2 separate regions of the Zea mays genome follow, and region 1 is linked to region 2. Evidence: chromatin contacts called from public Hi-C data. All regions are on one chromosome and are shown on one strand. The core of a region is the stretch at or near the end of the contact, and the rest is flanking DNA. Distances in the headings are between cores, read along the strand shown.

Region 1 (3,208 bases), core at 96-2,595, 96 kb before region 2:
CGCTACCGGTACTCATTGCACTGATTGGCGCCAGACTGGCGCCAACACATACTAATGGCTTATTCGTTTTCGTGGATTGGAGTGAATGAGACGGATTTAAATCTATAATAAGTCAAAATCTCTACTGATTTTTTTATTTTTTTTTTTGCAATCCTATCCGATCTCAACAACAGAGTCTAAAATGTAGTTATATCTCTTGTGACAATGACTAAGGGGGTGTTTGGTTTGCCCCTGCTAAAATTTAGCTCCTATCACATCGAATGTTTGAACCTCCGTTCGGGGTATTAAATGTAGTCGGATTATAAAACTAATTTCTCAGCCGAAGATTAAAAAGTGAGACGAATCTAGTACAATTGGTTGGGTCTATATTTCATACTCCTATTTGAAAGTCAAACGCTTGATGTGACCCGGGCTAAACTTTAGTCCACAGAACCAAACACCCCTAAGGTTACAGGAGCCATTTCAATGTCTCGTTACCTTAGAGCAAGATATGTCATATTACTGGTCAGCAGGGACTAATAAATATAGACTCTCCCGATTCTTGTGCTTGTGTCAGATATCTTTTGTAAGTCTCGCAGTAACTCCGCTACCGCGAACAGCTGGAAGCAACCGCTGGCAGACTGCGCTGCGCTGTGAACGGCAGGCACAGGCAGCTCCGGTGGAATATGCTGGTGTGGTGGGCGCGCTCCTGACCCCCGACGGCGGGGGATATGCCGAGGCCCGATGGCATCTGTCCTATGAATCCCCCCGGGAGCAGCACCGACGTGGGCGACCTAAATACACGCACGCGCCCGTGTGTGCGTGTGCCTGGCTGCGGGCTGCCTGTGCGCCCCCGCACAGGCGCAGATGACGCCTCCACCAGAACGGCATAACAAACAATGATAAGCCGGTCCACGACACCGTCTGCGCTGTCCACCGGTGGCTTGGCGTGGCGTGGCATGGGGGCTGCACCACGAACGATGACACGTGCACACAAAAACGCCGCCATTAGAAGACCATACGACCCAGGGCTTACCGATTCGCCATCTATCCCTCTCGCGGCCTCGCCGCAAGTACCGTGGTGGTGTTCATGTCTGGATGGATGGGACCCGAAAACACCTCGCTAGATATTATGACTGCCGCAGCACGGCCTGCCGGACACGGACGCGGCGCACGGCACAGGCGAGGAAGAAGCCGGGAGGCCGCGCAAAGGCCGATCGGATCACCGCCGGGGCTATTAAGTAAGCTAGTTATTATGATTGCCGGCCGTATCGGTTCCGTTCCGTGGCCCTGTCCTGTCCGCGCGGGCGACGCGACGCCACAGTTCACGCGCGCCGCACCGGAACCTGAAGCAGCTGCCGTCGCCCCGGCCCAGACCGGTCGGACTCCACACCAACCGAGAGCCCAATCATGCCCGCGCCGCGGCCGCGCGGCCTTGGCGGGACGCGAGTGGCGCGCGCGTCACGTCGGTCGTCGGTCGGTCGCCACGACCCACGACGCCCCCTCCCCCATGCGACGCTGGTATCCCAAGCTGTCCAGTGTCGGTCGGTCTTTGTTTGAGAGCCTCCACCTGTCCACCACATGCATGGCTTGGCAGCAGACAGCAGAGACGACGTGCAAACTAAAAGTAGTAGCGCTAGCGTGAGCGACGGGATCGAGCTCGACGTTTCAGCGCATATACCGCGCGGTAGGGGGGGATCATATGGTTGCCCAGATCATCTGTGCTGCTCTGATGGTTTTCGGATGTGGGTTTCATTATTAGTTAGCTGTTAGCAGCAAGAATGCTTTTCAGTTTGGAGCACACTACTGCACTTAATCTTTTTCTTTTCTTTTTCCGGCAAAAACAGGGCGCGCTGTAAGTGTAACACGCATTTGTAGCTGTGTGTCCATTGATGTTCGTGTACAGATTGATTACCAAGTCTTTTTTTTTCTTTTCTTGCTGGTACAAACAAACTAGCAGAGGTTTACCTAGTAGTTTATTAGTAAACGCACTAAATCAGATTTGAAACGCATGGTAGCTGTGTCCAAGCAGCAGACTGACAAAAAGCGCCGAAGCCTTCCGGTAAGCAGACAAGTCGTACGCCCGACACGTCCAGGGCACAAAAAGGACGAAATTGTTCTCCTATCTCAGATATGTGACAATCCTATGTGTCATTGGAATCACACGGTTGTAATTCATGCATCTTAACCATATAAATAGATGAATATTGTCGCCGCTGACAACGATCGGCGTTTTTTTGCATCTCCGCACGACCGCACCTGTGTCCCCCCCCCCCTCCTTTCCGTGAATCTCTCTGATTCCGAAGGTCAGTGTCCATGTTTTACACGAGTTTCGACATATGAACATGTTTATCGAGCTCCTTCTTCTCCTTTTCCGTCCTCTTTGGAGACGAGAGGAAGGGTCCTCAATTAATTATGTTGTTCTACCATAGATCTTCGTAGAATTTCGATACGCCGTACCTAATAGAGTGTCTCTAACACATTATGCTGCTTGTTTTATTGCGTCACTCCCCATATAATGATGTAGAGCCGGTCCGATTTTGTTTAGGTACCGATTTTTTTACTGACGCGTTCCTATTTCGACCGGTGTGTACAAAAAGAAAAGGATGTGCTATTGCGTCAGGTTCCATCCCTATTGCATCACGGCCACCAATAACCCACCATAATTGCACTAATGCAGCACACTGGAAACTCACATGCATGATGATCGTCATTTATTAAGCGCAAAGTGGTAGGATCTGTTGAGAAATTACCTTAAAAATACACTCAAGTCGTATAAACAAAGTACCGTTAGGTAGGTCAATGAAAGGGTTTCTGGTGAGCGACGATGCTACCGGTGAACTTTAGACTAGTTATTCAGAGCTTTAGCTCTAAAAAATTTAGAGAAAGAGAATTGGAACCAATGTATCAACGTTGCGTATATAAAGAAGCGGGCCATGCGTGTGTGGTTTTATTAGCCAACTTCGATCTCAAATGTAACTTGGTACGCAATTTACAACAGAAAAGGGGCCTGGTTTTTGTTATGTGCAACGACCACTGAATTATATAAATAAATAATTAAAGCACCAGCACCATCAGTGACCTAGCTAGCAGTAGGATGAAGATCCCTGTCAAGCATCAGTGAGCCAGCTATAGGAGAAAGGTCTTCTTAAGCTAACCACTGCACTCATACAGTCGTCGGTGGACAGGACATAACTTCTTCCCGAAATGTTGCTGTTGAGATAGCTAG
Region 2 (3,478 bases), core at 268-2,767:
CTTGTAATATATTCATCATCGAAGACTAAAAAATGAGCTATTATCCATAAAATTATCTAATATTCATTATTATTCCATAAATTGATCATTTTTGCAAGGCTCGCGAGCTGGAACGAGCCGGCTCGGCTCGGCTCGCTGCAAAAACGAGCTCGAAACAGGAGCTCAGCTCGGCTCGTTTGAGGCTCGCGAGCCGCTCCGAGCTCGAGCCGGCTCGCGAGCCTCGAGCTAATTTTCCAACCCTAGCCCCTGGCCAGTGAGCTGGGCTTCCCCGTGAGCGTCCAACGGCTCCCCTCCCCCCTCACGCTCTTCTCGGTGAGAGCTCTCACCCCCTCTCCGCTAATCAGCTATAATAATTACAAAATTAATTTTTAGATTTACTTAGCAGATAACAATATGTATTATAACACTACAAAAAATTGTATAATCATTTAAAATTCCAAAAACCGATGTATAAAAGTCAAATAACCCAGGGTTAAGGGGACTTGAATAGGAAAATGATTGGATATGAGGAAAAATAAGGGACAGATATTTGAGGAGATAGATATTTAAATATAAATAGAAATTATGAATGTAGGGATTTAGGAGGGGGAATGGTTCAAAATAGCCTAAGAATAAGAGTTTGCCACCTCTCTTGAGCCATCGTCCGCTCGCTGGCAGGAGTGGATATATGGCCATATGGGTGTTTGTTGGGGTCAGTTGACCCCGATAAAATTTATAAATCTTTAAATAAAACACTAAAGTTTGAAAAAACATTGCATCATATAATGAAGCTGACCCTATTCCGACATCATTCTTTGCTAAATTCGCCATTGCTCGCTCATGCCTAAAAAAAGACAGAGTAAGCACGTTGGGGGGTGCTTGGTTCTTTTAGCAGCACAGGCTAGCATGGTAAGGCTGCCTAATCTTGCTCAGCTTGGCCAGCAAATATAACCATGGACAATTTAAATAGCACAACGACATGCATGTCGTGACTGAAATAGTACAGGAAGGCCCACCCGTCGGCCAGCCTCCAATCGCAGAACGTGGTAGCTTTCTCCGTCCGCTCGCCTTGCCAGCGCGGGAGAGCCGAATTGGCCGCCCGTCCGCTTCAACGACGAGGAAAAGCTAGCTTGCCCAGACAAGTTAGCTTGCTAAGCAACGCAAGGTTCTAAACACAACTAGTACCAAACACCCCGTCGCTAATGCAGTATCCAAGAAGATCATTAGCTTATCCAATGCTGAAGGCAAATGACACGTCAGTGCAAGCTCACTCACTTGATCCAGATCTTTCCATGCCTATGCCTATAACCCTAAATAACGGAGATAAGCTAAAAGATATTTATCTCCTGGGCCCACCTGCCATCCCGGGCCCACCGCACCAGCAAGGCCTGCAACTTTCACACCTAACCCTTCCAAGTTAACTGCATTCACGACCCACCCCCCCTTCTTCTCTCTCCTGGCCACCTCCGTCCATTCCACACTCCCTCCTCCGGACGCACCTTCCCCGCTATATAAGGCACGCGCCCCGAGCACAGGCGAAGAGCGTGCAGAGCGAGACGCGTCGCCTCCTCCCTTCCCCCACCCCGCCGCCGCCCTCGCGTCCGTCCGTCCGTCCGTCCGTTATTAGGGTTCGGTCGCCGCCATGGCGATCCTCTCGGCGCTCGCCACCGAGGTGCTCATCCCCGTCGCCGCCGTCATCGGCATCGCCTTCGCCGTCGTGCAGTGGGTGGTCGTGTCGCGCGTGAAGCTCTCCCCGGCCGCGTCCGGCGGCAGCGGCGGCAAGGCCGGCTACGCCGACTCCCTCATCGAGGAGGAGGAGGGGCTCAACGACCACAACGTCGTCGTCAAGTGCGCCGAGATCCAGAACGCCATCTCCGAAGGTGAGGCCGCCCGCCGGGGGTTCCTCAGATCTGGGGCCGATGCTGGGTCCGCCTAGATCCACGCGTTTCTCGGCTGCTCCGGCGAGGATTATGTTTTTTTAGTGTCCGTCGTTTGTTAATAGGATATGCACACGTTTCTCTAAGAGTGGGTGAGATCTTTGCGGGGGGTAGAAGGTCCGGAGTTTTGCTACCCGTTCGTTTATTTAGTGGGTTTCACGCTGATCTGGTCATCTGGCGGTGAAGTTCCTATTATTAGGCTGCGGATGCCTGGGTGAGCTCGAATGCCATTCTATTTTTACCCTCTTCCGGGACCGTAGCAACTGTCTAGGTAGCACAAAATCATCATTTTGTTAGGACCGAAGCGAGTTTCAGGTTGCATGATTTTTTCGGAATGGAAGACAAATATCTATGTCTGTGTGGGGTGGGTGGGTGGGGGCTCGGTACCTCTGGGGACTAACAATTGGTGTATCCCTTCCCCCCTTCAAACCCTTCAAACTATGTACTTTTTTATGATATATTTTTGTTCACTACTGGCACCGTCCCAACTGTGGATTTTTTTCAAGGGTGGCTCATGTGATGTGCTACTGTTGTTTTGCTAGTATTCGATTCACGGGCCCCAAGTAGGGCTGGCAAACAATTCCTTTTTCCCACCTCTTGGACGTGTGATGAGTGTGGGCTTTGGCTTTGGATGCTTGTAGTAGCTTAGCTGGTGGATCTAGGCTTTATTGAAGTTGTCTTTTAATGCCTATCCGTGTTCTTGCCCTGTGTCGGTGCTGCAGTAAAAGGTGTAGCTTTCAGTTGACATGGCCCGATCTCGCCTGGCGCCTTTCTTCTAGACTAAAACTCGGTAATGGAAGGTGCGTGACGGATCTGTCACAAATTGATTATGCAAACACGTAGCAAGTTAGGCAGAGCACCATTTGGTAAGTAGATCTGGACCTGGAAGTTCCTGGGTGGGGGTTCTCTGCCATCTGTCACCCACGTGTCGTTTGTTCACTGACCTTTGAACTTCCCATTTAGATCAGCATGGATGGCCCTAGTGCTCATCAGATACTTGTCCGATATGTGGGGCTTTTGTTTTAAGCGGGTCACCAATCTTTGACCCGATGTGCATGTGCTATTTTCTATGATTGAGACGGCGACACAGGAAGATGAGCACTTTTGGAGTTACCTGGTTGGGGGTCCATGAGTTAGCTGCTTACCTGTGTGGTTGACAAATGGATGTTGGATGCTTCAGTCTATTAATCACCCGTTATTTATTTTCTGATACTGCAAATATAAACTGGACAGGTTTTGACATTCTTTCTGAATCTACTATTGTACCATTGTATTGTACACAGTTTGAATTTGCAGCACAATATAACCTTGTGTGGTTTTATATTTACATCCTAGTGATCCTAACCATATGATTGACATCTAAAAAAAAACTCTTGCTCTTTTATGGACAGGAGCAACATCGTTTCTTTTCACCGAGTACCAATATGTTGGTATCTTCATGGCTATCTTCGCTGTTGTGATCTTCCTCTTCCTTGGTTCGGTTGAGGGATTCAGCACGAAGAGCCAGCCCTGCACATATAGCAAGGACAAGTACTGCAAGCCTGCGCTGTTCACTGCACTCT

Evidence for each region. Hi-C and Micro-C count contacts between places; a contact is called where the count stands out from the background.
Region 1: a Hi-C map of tassel shows a contact between it and region 2, with 3 times the contacts expected there. The contact joins the enhancer-like site here to the promoter of LOC100382506 in region 2. A contact is called at or near these places in 7 of 25 Hi-C or Micro-C datasets (bundle sheath, ear, endosperm and 2 more) and 1 of 3 datasets of contacts at active chromatin or transcription factors (leaf).

Annotation. Positions count from the first base shown.
Region 1 is chr9:15,990,173-15,993,380 of Zm-B73-REFERENCE-NAM-5.0, reverse strand. No RefSeq gene overlaps it. Among protein-coding and RNA genes, the nearest start is that of LOC103637999, 87 kb to the left of the region's middle. Within about 2 kb of position 1,345, at least 19 of the 20 cell types and tissues checked have an H3K27ac peak or open chromatin away from gene starts, as enhancers often do. A contact at or near this core is called in bundle sheath, ear, endosperm and 2 more, where this site is marked.
Region 2 is chr9:15,894,385-15,897,862 of Zm-B73-REFERENCE-NAM-5.0, reverse strand. LOC100382506 (vacuolar proton pump-like protein) reads left to right here and starts at 1,517. Exons shown (of 8, transcript NM_001357030.1): 1 at 1,517-1,859; 2 at 3,308-3,478. The coding sequence starts at 1,622.